Regions from separate parts of the Zea mays genome. Here region 2 is linked to region 1. A link is a contact called in public Hi-C data. All regions are on one chromosome and are shown on one strand. The core of a region is the stretch at or near the end of the contact, and the rest is flanking DNA. Distances in the headings are between cores, read along the strand shown.

What was found. A called contact is a pair of places that touch in the nucleus more often than the background predicts.
Region 2: a Hi-C map of leaf shows a contact between it and region 1, with 8 times the contacts expected there. The contact joins the promoter of LOC100286061 here to the promoter of LOC100275668 in region 1. A contact is called at or near these places in 6 of 25 Hi-C or Micro-C datasets (bundle sheath, ear, endosperm and 2 more).

The regions. Positions count from the first base shown.
Region 1 is chr1:230,049,237-230,055,710 of Zm-B73-REFERENCE-NAM-5.0, reverse strand. It overlaps LOC100275668, which reads left to right and starts at 2,218. Exons shown (of 4, transcript NR_153787.1): 1 at 2,218-2,366; 2 at 3,170-3,231; 3 at 4,412-4,527; 4 at 5,265-5,583.
Region 2 is chr1:230,312,039-230,318,489 of Zm-B73-REFERENCE-NAM-5.0, reverse strand. It overlaps LOC100286061, which reads right to left and starts at 4,947. Exons shown (of 1, transcript NM_001368188.1): 1 at 3,999-4,947. The coding sequence starts at 4,877. The coding sequence ends at 4,218. It overlaps LOC100276271, which reads left to right. Exons shown (of 6, transcript NM_001150101.1): 5 at 2,855-2,921; 6 at 3,175-3,390. The coding sequence ends at 3,254. It also overlaps the pseudogene LOC103643383.

The DNA of each region.
Region 1 (6,474 bases), core at 969-3,468:
AACCCTTTCCCTCTCTCAAACGGTCACTTAGACTGAGTGAGCTTTTCTCCTCAATCAATTAGGACACTTAGTCCCCACAAGGATCACCACACAATTGGTGTCTCTTGCTTTGATTACAAATGTCTTGGGAACAAGAAATGGGGAAGAAGAAAAGCGATCCAAGCGCAAGAGCCCAAAGAACACGGGCAAAACTCTCTCTTCTAGTCACTAATTGCTTTGAGTGGAATTGGGACTTGGAGAGGCTTTGATTCAATCTAATTGTGTCTTGTATTGAATGCACTAGCTCTTGTATTGAATGTGTTGGCTGAAAAACTTGGATACCTTGAAGTGTGGTGGTTGGGGGGTATTTATAGCCCCAACCACCAAACTGGCCGTTGGGGAGGCTGTCTGTCGACGGGCGCACCGGACAGTCCGGTGCGCCACCGGACACTGTCCGGTGCGCCAGCCACGTCACCCAACCGTTAGAGTTCGACCGTTGGAGCTCTGACATGTGGGGCCACCGGATAGTCCGGTGGTGCACCGGACAGTCCCTGTTCACTGTCCGGTGCGCCTTCTGCGCCTGCTCTGACTCAGCGCGCGCTGTCCGCGCACTGTTCATGCACTATTCACTTTTGCAGACGACCGTTGGCGCTGTTAGCCGTTGCTCCACATGGCACACCGGACAGTCCGGTGCCACACCGGACAGTCCGGTGAATTATAGCGGAGTGGCATTTCTAGAAACCCGAAGCTGAGCAGTTGGAGTTGATTCACCCTGGTGCACCGGACACTGTCCTGTGGTGCACTGGACAGTCCGGTGCGCCAGACCAGGGCAGCCTTCGGTTGGTTTTGCTCCTTTTTATTTGAACCCTTTCTTAGACTTTTTATTGGTTTGTGTTGAACCTTTGGCACCTGTAGAACTTATAATCTAGAGCAAACTAGTTAGTCCAATTATTTGTGTTGGGCAATTCAACCACCAAAATTATTTAGGAAAAGGTGTAACCCTATTTCCCTTTCAGTTTGCAACAACCGAACCTCGGTAAAACAAATCACTGTGTCACTCGTTTTTTTTCTTGGTTGATTTGTTTTCGCCCTCTCTTTCGGACTCGGTTTTATTTCTAACGCTAACCCTGTCTTGTAGTTGTGCTTAAAGTTTGTAAATTTCAGTTTCCGTTTATCCAACCCCCTCTATGCGACTTTTAGACGTCGTCAATATCTCCTCTCGCGTTGTCGTCGACCCTTCCCCTCTAATGAATCGTAACGTTACCGCGAGTTATATATATCAGTAAAGGTAAGTTATAAAGTACGGGTAATGTAGTAACCGTGCTACAACCATTGTGGCCTTGTGGGTTAAAGTGCTCTACTGATTCTGACTAGTGGGGTTCCTCCTGGATCTTGCTATGGTGGCATCAACGTGTGTATTTGCTGATAAAAAACGTGTCTATTTGTCATGTGGTTGCCACGAAATAACGGAGCAAACTAATCGTAGTAGTAGTTTAGCTTCACCAAAACTCCCGGAGAACAATGACACAACACAAGCCGATGTCTATATATTATCTACATCCGTCCTAAAATAAATATACATCTTATTTTACAAGAAGTCAATCTTTTTAACATCTAATCCAATGTATATAATATATATAACATATAATAAATATCATCAGATTAAATCTAAAATATACTTTTATAATATTAATATTATTTTACATGTTTTTAGTTAAAATTAAAATAATTTAAAGCGTGACGTGCAATTATTTTATGACTGACGAAATATTCCCTATGTTCCAAAATTAGTTAACTCCCCTGTCTTAAAATTGTTCAAGTTATATGTTCGAATTTTATCAAAACATATATGTTATTCTCACTTTTCGATATAATTTTCTATTTCCTAATATAGATTTTTTCTCATCATATATTTATTGCTATTTCTTTAAAAAATCTCCTTTTTTCTGTGCAGTATATGTTTTCTATTTTTTTATTTAAATTGCCGTACGAGAAGTCAAGTATAGAAATATAGAATGGATAAACCATCAATCGGAGACAGGACCCACTGATCGAGCCGTGAGCCAAGCCAATCGGAGCCGCCGCTGGTGCACGGAGCCAGGGGGGCACTGCGCGTGTTGCCACTTGCCACTGAGCTTCGTGTCGACATCTCAAGCTGCTCGACCCATGTGTGGGCATCTCGGTCATTTCGCGAAGGCCGCGCATCCTATAAATGAGACCCCTTCCTCCTCCCCTGCCGTTGTTGTTGGCTTCGTGGTCCGTGTTTAACGGGCGTAGAGAGAGAAAGAGAACAGAGCGAGAGAGGGGGAGGACGAAGCCCTCCGCGTCGTCTCCTGCTGTTCCATCCCACATCTATTCTGCCTCGGCTTGCACCTTCGACCTCGCTGGTAAGTTCCATCGCTTTTAATCGACATAGGCCTTTTAGTCGCGAATATTTTGGGTCCGAGCAACGAAGATGCTCCGTCTTGAATTTGGTTTAGCTAGATGTTGTTAATCTTATCGTTCGGTCATGTTTTATCGTGGATTTGGACGTTGAAATGCCGCTATATGAAGAATTAATTTGATTTTATTGCGGATGATAGGGGTGATTGTCGGTTAGAGGGGTTTTACCGTTCAGATCTAGTAAAATTGCACTGGTGAAAGGAGGAGAGGAGTGGGGCAGTTAGGTTTCTGGGTCCACGTTTGTTTAATTATGGTGAGGGTGGTTTCTGGTTCACCTACCCGGTTGAAAGGGATGCGTGCTGACTTGGGAAGGTCCTCCAGTTTTTGTTTGTATCTGCGAGATTCTATATATATCTACTTGGCTAATTTTAAAATCGTTCAAGGTTCAATGCCAGCTGTTCTATCTGCAACTTAGATTTAGGTTTGGTACCATGAATTTTTTATAGATTTGGGCAAACTGCATGAAATCCAGTGGATTATGTCATTATTATAGTGTTAGGCGTGAGTGAACTTTTTCAGATTTATGACGTTGGCAGTTGGGTAAAAATTGGCGCGAAATCATTGTGCTATAATTTGTTTTGTATTATGCTAGATTACACACTGTCGGTTAATCTGTTCTTATCACAATGCAGTTGTCAATGCACAGTGGTCTACCTTTCTTACGCATATTACTTAGATGAGTCTGCTCAGCAGTAGCATAATAGTTCACAGACAGGACTCTGAAGCAAATTTTTGTTTTGAGTTGCAGAAAGTTCTGACCTCAAACTGAAAGGGGCCTGTGAAGCGTTTCCTTGCGGCAGTGCAATGGAGGTATTTGGCAAATCTGTGATTGCTGAGCCCAGCAATGTGATTTTCTTGTCCGCAATCCTTAACACAGAAGGATCAAACCCTAGTCACAAGTGTGACAAGAGGTGCCAGAACGAGAACATTTTTGGGAACATGTACCGTTGCAAACTGACTGGAACCACTCACATCTGTGACAAAAACTGTAACCAGAGAATCCTCTATGACAACCATAACTCGCTCTGCCGAGTGAGTGGGCAGTTTTTTCCGCTCTCTCCATTGGAGCAGCAAGCAGTGAGGGGTATCCGCAGGAAGCACGAAGTGGACAGCAATGAAGGCTGCTCCTTTAAGCGCAGGCGTGGTGCACAGCTGCATCCTTCCCCCTTCGAGAGGTCCTACTCAGCTGTGTCTCCAATCCCGAGCCAGGTTGGAGATGGCATGGACCTGAGCTAGAGCTAACGAGACTTCCTTTTCTTCAGCCAACCACCTAATTCCGTTGTCTACCCTTTTTCCCTTTGGTTACAGGATGGAACTATAAGAGATTCCTTCTTTGTAGACTTTTATGAAGGGATATAAGACTCCTTAGATGCACCGAATAAATGTCTATGTAGTTTCTATTCTGTTTCATGGGACCTTGTTGTAACTCGTGAACTTTGATTGAGCACCTATTCGGATTTAGTAGCACGTTCAGAAAATCATTCGCTGCTTATCTTTTTTCACACTTCCGAGTTAGTTATTTTGTGTGTTTTTTTACTTTGTGTTCAACTAAGTTTCCTTCTAATTTTGATTCTTTAATGCAATTTATTATAATTGAGGTGTACATTTGTCCATCAATGTAAATATGTGAAAGATTCTTTGGCACTGTAATCCAGGCACAGGGAACTGACTGCCTTTGCTGACTGAAGTTTTTGTACAGTTGTTACTAGTGTTTTGCTTGTCAAGTTCCTAATCAAGCTTGAATCATTTACGGTCTGTTCTCATATAGCTCAACTCTATCTGTTTCTTAACTCTTTTTTACAGGTTATGTTTCTAACGCTTAATGTTTTCCTCATGTTCTTTTTTGTCTTGTTTCCCCCCTAACATTTGTTGTGTATGCAGGACCATCCAGGTTCAAATCGTTCTTGGGAAATGTTTTGTTCTTCTTTATATAACTATATTGCTAACTTATTTTCATTTGTTAATTATTTTGCTTTATTTTGATTTGCAGGTGAACATCTCTGGTTCTATTTTCATCGTCGGGTAACAAGAAACTAATCAGGGAGTCTCTTCCCATTTCTTGCAGTGGAGGAATGTTTAGCTACAGCCGCGCAGCATGCTTTCCAGGTAACTGATTATGTAGCAGTTTCGGAGCATGATTACATATTACATCTTTACACTAGGCTCAACTATTATTGATACACAATCATCTTCCTCTTGTATGCATTTAATTATAAGCATGCTGCATATCAAGTGAAAATAAAAGAGAATGTGGCATTCTAGATGATTACAGAAAAACTTGACAGCCGTCATGACATTTTCAGGTCCATGTCAGCATATTGGCAAGTTACTAAGGGTGTGTTTGTTTCACTCCTAAATTATATAAGTTGGATTATGATGGAAGGGTAGCAGGGTAAAATATTATTTTGAAACAATAAATAAGCTAGCATTAGATAATTTATTTGAGCTTATTTGTGATCCTAAAATGATATTTTATTATCTCACCCTTCCATCATAATCCAACTTATATAATTTAGGAGGGAAACAAACATGACCTAAGCTAGTTTCTTTTGCTATCATGCCACAACCTCTGTTACTGGAAATAATAAGCCATGAATCAAGGCATTCTCTTTGCTCATGTAGAAAAGATTATGTTCTTGCTCTAGACTGAGTGAGGAGAGATAGTTCTTGGCTCATCCTGTTCTATTATGCCAACATAAAGCATTTTTGCACCTTGAGATTTTCCGCAACAGTCTAGTATATGGTTGTTACGTCCAGAATGATATGTACATTTCTTTTTCACATAACGGGTGATGTTCCAGGTCCCCTGTTTGACAATTATATTTGTTCTGTATGTTGTGCAGAGCATAAATTGGTGGAAGAGAAGTTTGATGCTACCACTTTGCCAGAAGAACCGAGCCAGACACAATAACATCAAACTGAGTCTGAGATACTGCACTTTACAAATTCTTTCGATATTGGCAGATTGAAGACCAACAAGATTTGAAGAGCAGCAAGATCAGCTTGCACCTGCAGTTTGAAGAAATCCTTTCAAAGAAGACTGCTTGCGGCAATCTTGCCTTCACTCCACAAGCATGTGCTGTGTTATGCGTACCATGTAATGATTGTAGTACTTGACAACTGATACCAAAGTAGTGGATGCTTTTCTTTCGCATGAAGTCATGTTGATTTTTGTACGTTCTAACAGCGTCTCCATCAATATCCTATTGAATCTCCCATACTTCTATACCTATAATTTTCAAGAGATTACCAAAAAAGATAGGAGATATGTTTGAAGATGCTCCTAATGGCAAACGAGGATTGACCTGTGTGGTTGTGGACTTGTGGTGTAACCTTCAAAAGGCCCAAATTTCCATGGCCTATCGGCCTGGTCCAGTTTACCCGTAGAAGCTGTTCATTCATGGTCACTCCGCGGGCCGCCGGCGGCGCTGCCGTGCAGCTTTCAGACGACATGCACATTCGCGTCTGTCTGGGCCGACTGGGCGGCACAATCGTGTCGATCTTTTTTCATAAAAATAAATTTAGCAAAATATACCTTCTCCTTCTAAAAAAACAATCTACACTTGAATTTATAAAAAAAAACAGTTATATTCAAATAGATTCTCTATAAGAATATGTATATGATTAATCCAATGAAATTTAAATGAGGTGGTGTTCGATGGAGCCTCACCCAGCTTGGAGAAACTTCTCCAAAATGTTCAAAACGAAGCCATCAATTGGTGCTTAGCTGATTAAAGGGTTTAGGCTGGCTCCAACAAGACCCTCTAAAGGGTCCTGTACCCTAAATTTAGAGGACGAGGACGTCCTCTAAACGGTCCTCTAAATTTAGAGAACGTTGCTGGATCCTCTATATGTAGAGTTTCTCTAAACGGTTCTCTATCTATTTGAATACTTTAAACAACCGGTTTAATAAAACTAAAATATGTAAAATACATTTGAGAGTATGACAAATACGTATGTACAAAAATTAAAAAAATTAAAAATGTCTTTAATATAGGTATTTACATATAGAGGACGTGATTTAGAGGACGTTGTTGGAGAGAAAGTAGATAT
Region 2 (6,451 bases), core at 3,698-6,197, 260 kb before region 1:
GGATTGACTCATCTTCTCATTTGTTTTCCTACTACAAATGAGAAGATGAGTCAATCCTCCATGCTATCCCCACTTTAGTTTAACCAACCCTCCCTACTGCACTCCTAAACATAGGAAGATGAAGCGAAACATACCTTCCGAAGCATCTCTTCTGCAGTTGGTTGATCCTCACGCTGCAGGCTGGTGAAATAAGACTGGAGCTTCTTCGCAGCCTCCATGAAATCCCTCGCGTGCCTTTCAACATCAACTGTCTATCTCCTTTTGTTTTCCCTCTCCCGTTCATCTCTCTCCTCTTTGGCCTTCCTTTCCTTGCGACGACGACTGGGACGAGCGCCCCCGCGCTTCTGCAGGCGAGCACCCCGCCACCAAATTGAAAAAAAATTACTGCACCCCTGTGTGCCGTCGGAGATGAACGCGTCCAGGAAATCCAGCCATCTCTCCAGCAAGGACAGTGCAGAGACTGCGAGGGATATCATCACCACGTCCGGCCAATTCCAACCCTTCAAAATCCCGGACGTTGTTGCTGCGCTCGCACAGGCTGCTGCAAAGGCAAATGGTGAGACCGAGAAATATCTTCCAGGGTGGCCGTTGTTCTCGCCTCCTAAGGTGCAGCTGGACAAGTGTACCAAGTGCTCCAGAGAATTCTGTTCTGCAATCAACTTCCGGAGGCATACACGTGTTCATCGTAGATCCCTCAAGATAGATAGGGATTTTCCAAAGAATAGAGACCTTCTCGCTGCATTCTGGAATAAACTCACTATGGATGATGCCAGCAAAATTTTGTCCTTGACAGGTGTTGTTATTGAGGGTGTAACTGGTTCATCAATTTTGACAGCACTGTCATCATGGATGTGTAAACCAGGGTATGCTTCGTTGCCAGTTGCATATGCCAGAGCTGGCAGTGAGCTTCTGGATCTAATTCAAGCAAAGCCTTCAATGCATCTGCATGTGTCATCGGATGAACTATTTAGTTTGCTCGATGAAGCAAGTGAAAAAACATTTCTTTGCACAAATACAGCTGCTTGTATACAGAAGTTTTTATTTGATGGAGAGGTATAAAAAAATGCAACTGAGTTGAAAAATGTTGTTTCGTGCGCTAGTTACATGCTTGAACAAAAGCTGCTTGAAGCATGGTGTGCTGATAAGACTGCTGAAGCATTAAGATGCCAGAAGTTGCTGGAGGATGAAGAGGAAGCTGCTCAGAAAAGGCAAGCTGAACTGATGGAAAGGAAGCGGATGAAGAAACTTAGGCAGAAAGAACAGAGGTTAAAAAACCTCAAGGATGAGATACAGCCATTCAAAGTGTGAATTTCATTTATGATCCTGACTGTTTTGAGCAAGAAGAATCGCAGTATCTTCAATTTCCAGCACTAATTACTTTGGAAACTAACAATGATTTTAATGTGGACCTACCAGTAGAAGATATCAGTTGTGATTTGGGGCCTGAAATGGATAAATGTGTTGTATTAAGGCAACAAGTTGTTTCAAGGCATCATTTAGGCAGAACGGAGAAGCTTGCTGAAAGTAGCATTTTATCTGGTTCCGTAGTTACTTCAAAGCATGCAGCTTCAGCAAGGCCTTCAAATTACAAGGATCCAAATGTCTGTTCTGCACCAAGTAGAAACAAAACTTGTGAATTGAAACTACGGTCTTGGATTGAAGAACAGTGCCAAAAACATGAGTTAGATGTAGATGAACGTGGCATGGGTCCTAGCAAAAACTCTCGTGTGCTAATAGGATCTATAATTGTCGCAATTGAAGATGGTAGTGAACACTTGTTGGACTTAGGTTCCAAGAATGACCCAGTACCTCCCAGTTCAAAGACAAAGAAACATGCATCAGTCAAGGTGGTGCAACAAGTTACCCCTGAGGGAAACAGAAATGAAGGTGTTCCTGATAGTGATAACCGTTCTAGCCTCAGATTTACTACAGATGAAATTAATACATATATTCAGCAGATTAGGTGAAATTAATCCTGTTGGTTGTACACCAGATTTAAATCTTCAGTCTTTTGTCTCGTCACCATCCTCCGCCGAATGAATGACGAGAAGAAAACCATTGACTAAACTCCGCATCAAATCCCCACAAAATCACGGCAGTCTTAGGCCGAAAGCGGGCAGAGCTTCGCCGATTGCGCGCAAGATTTGGACCACACTCTAATTAAAAAAAAGATTTGGACCACACTCGCCGTCACAGGGTGAACAATTAATAGATGCAACAGGGTTGTTAGGCTTGCCTGGTATGCGGTGAGGCCGATGAGGACCATGATCGAGACGAAGGAGAAAAGCCACAGGATGAGCTCCACAGACATGGCTGCCGTGAGGGTTGACGACTCCTCGCCAACAGCCTGGCGAGCAATCGATCTAAGAACGGCGGGGCGTGCGGTGCGTGAGGCCGTTGCGCGAGCGGGGGTTTCGCTGGCGCGGGCGTTGCGGGAGCGGGGGTTTCGCGGCGCGGGCGTGCGGGAGCGGGGGTTTCACGGCGGCTGCGGCGCGCGGGCGTGCGGCGGACGGCGGGGCGTGCAGTGCGGGAGGCCGTTGCGGGGCGGGATTTGGCGCGTGCGGATAGGGAGCGGGGGCAGTCTACACTGCCCCCTTAATAGTTAGTACAGATAATTCCACCAGCAATAACTCAGGCAGATTTCATCCTGGAAGAACCCAACATGTTTGTGACAGTATCTAGTGTTAGATAAACTTGAATTAATCTTAGGTCTTGGTCAATTTGAGGCTACAATTTCGTTTTCTTTTGCTTCCTTTCCTCTATGAATTGGTTTTTTGCTCTATGAAGTAATAATCACAGCAAGCTTTTTTGGAGTATGAATATCATCAGCTATTTGCATTTGGTTGTTGCCTAGGTTATGAAGCAAAACACAGAGGCCATCACAAGCTACGAAATGCTTGATGCGGTTCGTGTTGCTCTTGGTAAGTTATATCTATATCTATGGGAGATAATGAGCTCTAAATTTTATACTATAAAACCTAAGGATCAGATCTGATTAAGATTGGGCTTTATTTCTATTTATTTTTTTAACTAAGATTATATAAGGGCTCAAACAAATTGTGAAGAAATATTTGGATCGTGATCCATTGCTACCCCTAGCTATATATCTATTTGAAGTTACAGTCTAAGTATTTGCTGCTAACTTTTGTGGTCTGCCTTCCTTCACCATGTTAGGTATCCTGCTGCAAATGGTGGTTATAGCTACAACTACCAGACTCCTGCAGAATATGTCTCCTCCCAAGAGAGCTTCATGAATGCTATGACATTTTAGCTTTGTTTCAAGTAGTAAGGGATACAAACTTCGAGTTAAAAATATTGGCCAAGTGCGATAGTCTTGTACCGAAGATGCTACTGGTGTACAACTGTCAGGAAATCGTGGTTTACTTGTTTCCTCTTTTGTTTTTGTTTTACTTCTTCCCTTTTCTGGATCTGGAAAATTCGTAGTCGTTGGCGAGCTTTGCAAGCTAAAGGCTAACGGAGCATATGTGTTTTTAATTCCGTCTTCATGTTTGTGTCCATGTTTCTGCTGCGCTGGAAGTTGCTACTCAGGCTATTTCTTTCATGTCCTGAATTCAACTCGGGGGACCTCTTCGGCGCGATTGCATCTTGCTGAAAGCCCAAGATAACCACAAAAGAATGCCAATAATTCTGTCGGTATCTTTGATTGCCATGTCTGTTTTGGAAATAAGACTCTGAATATGATCTGTAGCTACTCAGCGTTTCCTGTGTTCATGCCTTTTGGATCCTATTTCTAAAATCTGGATCTCCGGACACTGCTGGTACTGACGAGCGCTTTGCCGTTGGATAATCATCGGTGTGTGTGAAGTCTACTCGATGTCATTGTGTAGTAGTTGTAGGTCTCGAGCCAGTAAAATGGACATCTTTCATCACCAATTTACTGACAGCAGAGCAGAATGTATTCCTGTTGATCTGACTGACTGGTGGTAGAAACGGATCTGATCGAGTACCACTAGTTGCCAATTAGTCCAGCGCATTCATGACAACGAATCATGATTCTTCCATTGCAGTATCCTGACACTGGTGAGCAGACATCCATGATTATTCCGTTACAGCTCTAAACAAATCAGGATCAGATGTGATCATTTCATCACACAAGAACAGCACACAGAGAGACGTAACATATATGCACAAGCACAAGGCATCCACAACACACACTGCTATACACGTACGTGCGTAACACCATGCCGTAAACCCTACTACATTTGCTTGGCCATGGCGTTGATGATGGCGAGCGCGATGGCCGTGAGGTGCATGGCGCCGGCGACGTTCCTCCGCACGGCCTCCCTCACGACGGCGGGCTGGCCCTTGAACCCCTCCATGCACATGCCGTCGTTCGTCAGCGCGGCGCTCGCCCACGTCTGCACGCTGTTCACCTGGAACCTGACGCTCCGCCCGGCCTGCCCGCTGGCGCTGGCACTGGCGCTGGCCGGCTCCTTGCCGAGGCGCTCCATTGCCTCCACCGACTGCCGCAGCAGGTCCACGGCGTCCTCGAGCATGCCCACGCAGTCTGCCGCCGCCTCGGCCGCCACGGGCACGAGGTGGTGGCTGCTCGCGCCGCCCGCCGCCATTGCCTTCATCGCGGCCGTCGCCCTCCGCGCGCCGTCCAGCGTGACCGTCAGCGCCGCCAGCGACAGGCGCGCCGGGCTGGCCCCGACCTCCGCCGCGTACGGGGCCAGCGTCGCGTTGCACAGGGCCGGGTAGTCCGTCCCCGCGCACCACGACCTGATGAAGCCGCCGCCGGCTGTGCTGGTGCTGGTGCTGGCGCTCGGGGTCGGCCGCGCCGTGACGGCGCCGCACCACGACCAGCACGAGAGCGCGAGAAGCAACAACCACATCAAGGCGTTGCTGCGTGACATGGCGCACGGGACGGACGGGAGCACGTAAAACTACGACGACTTCGACGTGTTTCTTATTACTGCTAGTGCTGCCTCGATCTTCTGTCTAGCATCGAGTTATATAGGGGGCAGGACGAATTAATGGAGGATAAGGGCGCGCGCGGCCTGTACGCGTATGACTGGCCTAACCGGCACGTCGTGTCTGTCTGGCCAGGAGAGCGTGCCCAGGAGGACCATAAGAGATCGAGGGTGCTCGGCTGCTTGCCTTTGATTTGCCGATCGACGCCGCTGCATGCGCATACGTACGAACAGGTCGAGCCAATGCAACGTGAGTTTGGCGGAGATCTTGCGTGGCGTCTAGCTAGCCGTCTTCAAGCGATCGCGAGACGTACGGCGACGGCGACGGCGACGGCGACGTGCGGGGTTCTGCTGCCCATCCCGGCCCGGGAACACGGCTGGGGCGGCTAGCTAGTCCGCTACGAGAATACATTGACGGTGCCGCACTGGGACGTGCCAAGGTTGGTGGGGACATCGTCAGGTGCGATGACGTGACGTTGCTTTCAGCTTCAGCCTCAGGGCACGGGGGACCGAATCAATAGCGCTGGGCGTTTCTGTTTCAGATCGCCATCGGTCCGGGAAAGGCTGGCCCGCAAGCCCATGTGGCCGCAGTGCTGCGCGGGCTTTCTCAGCCACTGGTTTCCCTCTTCTCTCTCTGCAGCGCGAATCTTGATTGGGCTGTATCGTCTGTAGGGTAGCGTAAACTCTAAATTATACGCTATAAAATTTAATGATTGAATCATATTAGGATTCGACTCTATTTATATTAATTTTTAGCTAAAATTAATTAAAGACCCTAATAAATTATGAAGAAACATTTAGATTGTAATCTATTACCATCCCTAATTGTTTGACGGGCGAAATCGGTATCTAGTCTCCGGCGGTTCTTCTATCTTATCTCTTAATTTTAAACTTCACTTGATAAACAATGTCATTTACAATGTAGCGTCCTCTATTTTATACTATTCACTAAAGGCAACTTAGTGGACATGGAGACGGGAGAAGCTAGAAGATATTTCCACCTAGTGGACATGGAGACGGGAGAAGCTAGAAGATATTTCCTTTCACTAGTATTCATGCACGGTGTGATACACACGTATTTATGCATGTGGTGAACTCCATGGACCTACACCTTTTTTTTTTGACAAAGCCAACGGGGGACGAAAGGTCCCCCGGCCTGATTAGAACTTGATTATTATAAGGGCACATGTTCCAGTTTTACAAGGGGGAGGGACATAAGCTTAGCTGCCAGAGACACATCGCACAGATGGCTACATGAAAATAGAAAAGGAATCACACCAAGAGGCAATTTCATCAATGAGAGGGCTCAGGCGTTGGTCCGGAAGGTCCGTGGGAATGTGGGATTGCTATTACGGAGAGCAGCTTGAAGGAGCTCCAGATCCTGCCTTGCAGCCGAGCTCAGGCGCGGGGCAAGGTGCCTAGTAATCCCCTCGGAGAGAACCTGATGGATAGAGACGGCCCGGTGTTTTGCATGGCTTGTGAGGGCAGGTAGCTATAGGTGATCTGTGATAGGTCCA